Regions from separate parts of the Gossypium raimondii genome. Here region 2 is linked to region 1. A link is a contact called in public Hi-C data. All regions are on one chromosome and are shown on one strand. The core of a region is the stretch at or near the end of the contact, and the rest is flanking DNA. Distances in the headings are between cores, read along the strand shown. Region 1 holds the start of LOC105785354 (probable galactinol--sucrose galactosyltransferase 2). Region 2 has its middle 31 kb from the start of LOC105785404.

What was found. Hi-C and Micro-C count contacts between places; a contact is called where the count stands out from the background.
Region 2: a contact with region 1 is called in a Hi-C map of leaf, with 1.8 times the contacts expected there. The contact joins the enhancer-like site here to the promoter of LOC105785354 in region 1. A contact is called at or near these places in 2 of 2 Hi-C or Micro-C datasets (both in leaf).

The regions. Positions count from the first base shown.
Region 1 is chr1:21,220,355-21,223,054 of ASM2569854v1, reverse strand. It overlaps LOC105785354 (probable galactinol--sucrose galactosyltransferase 2), which reads left to right and starts at 1,361. Exons shown (of 14, transcript XM_012611412.2): 1 at 1,361-1,580.
Region 2 is chr1:21,360,425-21,363,124 of ASM2569854v1, reverse strand. No RefSeq gene overlaps it. Among protein-coding and RNA genes, the nearest start is that of LOC105785404, 31 kb to the right of the region's middle. Within about 2 kb of position 1,349, the one cell type or tissue checked has open chromatin away from gene starts, as enhancers often do. A contact at or near this core is called in leaf, where this site is marked.

The sequences.
Region 1 (2,700 bases), core at 112-2,611:
AAATTTGATGCGATTTGTCGAAACTAGGACTTTGTAGAATGGTTTTGAGATTCTCTTCCCACAATGTTTAATAATTTTTGAACTGATCCGTTCTTTCATATTATCAACCGACACATTTTTATTAAATCTCATTACTACTTTTTGGTGACATTCAAATATAAAACCAACTGTTGTTAAAATTACTCCATCGAAATAAACGCATACGAAGAATTGATTATCTATCTTCAATACTAAATCTATAAAAATATTTAAACATAATTAAATTTCTTAAGAATTTTTTTTCAAAAACAAAACAAGATTCTACTCATAAAATATAATAACAAAAATTAATCACCTGTACAAACCTTACAAATATTTCTGACTTTGCTTCTTTGTTTTCTCCTATTTTACAAAAAAAATTTCCTTTTCTTTCTTATTATATGTTAGCTGCTACAACCATTCAACCAAACACAAAAAACACTATAACAATTCAACAGATCAAAACACAAAATTTTTTTACAGCACTTCATACAAATTATTATAACTGTTCAACTCAAATATATAAGGGTTTGGTGCCGCCTGACAACCTTCCTCCTCCAACTGGTGCCACCTGACACGTGCCTTCCAAGCTTGGTGCCGCCAGTTTAGCACCCTTCACCCCTTTTTACCGGTGTTTTGTCCCGTAATTTTTTTTTGTATACCGGTATCACCGTATAACATCTTTTCACCATTAGAAATTATTTTTTTAAAACATATCATAAGCTAATGATGGAGGTATGATTGAGCAAAAAAAATGGGTGATGCTGCCAACCCTTATCCCTCCACCTCCTAGCATTGTTAATTTCACCCTATTTTGGTAAATGATGTCACTAGGATATTATTTTAGTATTTAATTAGTTTTTAGTATTATCAAGGTAACCATTAATAGCATTACGAGAAATAGTATTAGAATACAAATTAAATAAATTATCCTTTGAATGATTGAATTGCTTAGTAAATTGAAATTTAAAAAAAAAGAAACAAATTAAAATTAACAAAAACAAGTAACATACGGATCCACAAATAATCAAATTCATGTTTTAATAGAAATTACAACCCCCTTTCATTTCCACCGCTCTTTAAATTTACTATTCAGAGATACCTTCTGTCACTCAGCCACGGATTGCTCAGCAACAGTTAGCAATAAACCCACCCAAAATATCTAATATGTTTATTATTATTTTATTCATTAAAAAAATTGTAAAACAAAAACAAAACATTTCTAAAAGAATAGCAAAAAAAAAAAATCCACGTGGCAGTACACCAATGATCCCGTAATAGAAGTTGCTCGATATTTAACCCCCAGAAATTGTTGCTATATAAACCCAGCTTCTTCACCCTCATTACTCGCATCCGTCGTCTGAAAGAGGAAAACAAAGCCATTTTTAGTGGTTTCGCTCTCTCTCCCTCTCTCTAAAGAAGAGGCATTCCCTTCGTCGGAGTGCGCTTCTGCTGAGTGTTTCTTTCGTTTTCTTTTGTTTGAAGTTTTGGAGTAAAGAGTGTTTCAAGCTTTTTAGTCATATTGGCTGCTTAACGACCCAAGGTAGCCTCGCCGGATATAGGTGAGTTCATTTTGGGGTTCTCAGCCGTCAACTGTGAAATTAAATAGTGGTTTTCGGTGGATTCTCTTTTTAGAGTAATATTTGTTTCCCTTTTGGATGACTTGTTGTTGTTTCCGTGGTGATCATGAAATGAGACGTGATTTGGATTTGGATTTTGGAGTTTCTATGATCTGAAATCTTTTAGAACTTTTTGTTTGTTAATTTTGAAAGTTTTATGGATTTGTTATTTAAATTGTATTTTACTTTATTTCTTTTTTTTAAGTACTGTTTTTCCTCTCTGCGATTTGTTTCTGGTTTCGTGGTATTATGATCATGAAATGAGACGTGATTTGGAGTTTTTATGATCTGATGTAATTATAACAATAAAATCTTATTTACGTAAGAGTTAAGATCACGACGATAAATCCCTCGAATTACTTGGTTATGAATTATGATTTTGCTCTTACGGTGACAGAATTTTTTTTATTATAAATGTCTGTTTAATTGAAAATTCATCGTCGTTTAAAATTTTGCCAACTTTTTATAATCCTCTGTTTAACTAAAAAAAGTTCGTGTTTTCTTTTTCACGTTTTTTCTTCCGCTGTAATAATCGTGAAGATCTTTTAGATTATTGGACCTGCTTTTCTCGTGTATCCGTCCAAACTTGCTCTAACTAAGTATACACTTTTTCTTTTCTTTTCTTTTCTTTTTTTCTTAGAATTTTTTTTTCGAAAGTAGAAAATTAAGAATTTATTTATTTTTCTAATAAAAAGAGGAGCTTTGCTTATAGTCTGAACAGATCATTGTGGTCCGCTGGCTGCCTTCTCTTTTTCATATTTATTTTTTTCCGTTGATGATCTTCAAGTAAACCACCTGAAAGTTACTTGATTATAAAAAATAGTTCGTATATTCCTTCAAAAAAAAAAAAACCCCAAAAAGTAGTTTACAATCCCAATTTAGCGACGAACTGTAGCTTAAATCACAGTAAATAAATAAATTTGAACAGTTGCTTTCTTTTTCCTTCATACCTTGACCATTCCAGATTTTTCTTCATGGACATAATATTTTATCCCAATAAACAAAGAAAAAAAAGAGAAAAAAAAACAGAGCTGGTTTTCTGTATCGATAAATAAAAAATGCT
Region 2 (2,700 bases), core at 100-2,599, 140 kb before region 1:
TTTAATTTACTCCTAAAAACTTGTCTACTAAGATATATATTATTTTAAATCTTTAATAATAAATAACTATTATTAAAAATACTGTGTGATTTATTGTTAACAACTACTCATTTTCTTTCTTTTCATTTCTAATAATAAATCTCTACTAATAAATAATTATCAATTTTTAATTTTAGTTTTTTGCGAAATATAATAAAATTTAATAAATAGTGTTATTTTGAAAAGATTGTTTTCTACCAACGAAATGGGGTTATATGGATTTAAGTAAATATTACCAATTTTAAATTTTAATAGATGACCAAAATTTAGAAGTTCTGAGATAAACCAATTAAAATTATCTAATAATCATTTAAAATGTTTGTTTTCTATTGAATTTTATAAATAAATAAAAGGAACACTTAGTGATATCTAAACATTTTCTTTTTTAAAATAAATCATATAAACTTGAAAAATAGCTCTATAAGATTCCTTCCAATAAATGCTATTTACTATCTTCAAACTAAAGTCAAAATAATGAAAAATCACAATCTTTATCATTAACGCTGGACCCCAAAATTGGTTTTCTTTATTATTTCCTTGAAAATAAGAACCAAGATTTAATTATAAATTTCACCATTTTACTTTATAAAAATTAAAATTTAGTCCCTCAAATTTATTTTGAAGGATTTTATCACTTTACTTCATGAAAAGAAGCTACTTTAATTAAATAATACTGTTAGAATTTCCCATTTATTCGTTAATTTAGAAACCAACAATTCAATAATTTTTATGTAAAAAAAACCAATAATTTTATAATGTATATATAATAAATTATCAAAATTAGTAATTTGTGTTCACGTGTTTACTAACAATTCAATAATTTATATGTAAAAGAAAATTAGTAAAAATCAATAGTTTCACAACTTAGATGCAATAAATTAACAAAAATCAATGGTTCATGTTCAGATGTTTACCAAGGATTAAACTAATTTTTTCAGTTTTCCTAAAATATAAAGATCAAATTTTGATAAATTAAAAATAGAGAAGATTAATTTTTTTAATTTTCATAAAATAGATGATGAAATTAGAAATAGACAAAAAAAAGACCTCACTGGTCATTCACGCCCACGGATGAGCTGTCCTTTTACTTTTCCAAAGTTCCAATTCACAATCAACGTGGCGGAGTTGCAGTGGAGTTAGGGGCGGCTTATAATTGACTCCTTGCGTTGGGGAACACGTGGTGTCGACGGTCGCCCTCACGGAGATCCGTGCTTTGTCGTTTTATTTATTGCCCTTACTCTTGGGGTTTGGGTGGTCCACACCCCCGCTTTGCTTGCTTGCTACTTAACGCCACGACAGGCTAACGGCGTTTGAGGTGTGGTGAAAACTGTTGGCGTGGACCACGTGGAGCTTAATGGTGGTGAGTGGGTCCCACGTGTCAACGTTTGGAATTCTGTGGAAGCTGGTGGGACAGGTGGACACGTTTTTGGCGTCACATCCAGTGCCAATTATTTATTTATTTTGTATTATGCCACATACTACTACTACTGGGTACTGATGCCTGTTCATTGATCTTATTATCGACCAAAGTACGATTATTATGGATAACGTCTTGGTTGCTTTTGAGGTGTTGGATTTATCTGTGCACCTTTTAATTTTTCTTTTAAAAACCACATTTATGTAAGTAAATGTATTGTTGAATTATATTTTGTTTTTTATTTGAAAAATAAATTAATTAATTCATGTATATTAGATAAAAATAAATTATTTTTTAAAATTTTTTTATTAATTTTACTATTAAAATTAATATGACTAACAAAACAACTAAACAACTATTATGTAGCATGCTACATGTACCTCATCTTGATATATATAGATCTGTTTGCTCTTTGCTCTAATATATAAGAAGTAATTTGCCTATTATTTTGATAAATGTGAAAAATATAATCTAATTCCTAATACAAAAGCCTCAATAATTCTTCTATACACTTTAAAGCTCATGAAATTAAAAAAAATAAAAAGTTTCATTTTCTAACAACTTCAATACCATTTCTAGAAAATATATTGAGAATATTTAAAACTAAATAAAAAATTATGAAATACACTTTTACTCCAATAAATAAATTTTAAAATTTAGCATCAACATATAAGATATGTGAGAGCTCATTTCGAGGATATAACTTATTTAATGATTTTTATGGTTTTCAATTGAGGCTTGAGTTAATTATTTTAATTAAATAATATTATATTTGAAATTTAGTTTATATAATTATATTATTAAAAATTAATTTTTATTTTGAGTTTAAAATTTAAATCTAATTATTAATACGGTTAAAATTATTATATTAAATTTATTAGTGTGGCATTCTAACTTTTTTTTAAAATTACTCGCTTAATAATCATGTCATAAAAAATGGTATTATAATGTACTTTAATTTAACAAAAATGTAATGATGTTAACAATTATTTAAATTTATGTCAACGCTTTAATTAAAATAAAATATCTAGAGTAATTAATGACATTATAAATACTGAACGTATTAAATTATGTCAAAAATTTAAATATGAAGATCAAATTTGAACATGATCAAAATTAAGATTTAACTATTTTATGTCATATAAGAAAAATAGAGAGATTATAATTGCAATTTAGCCGTGTTTGTTAATGATTTAAAAGAAAAATAAAAAGAGTAAAGGAGGCCTCAAAGGAGGAAGGCGTTA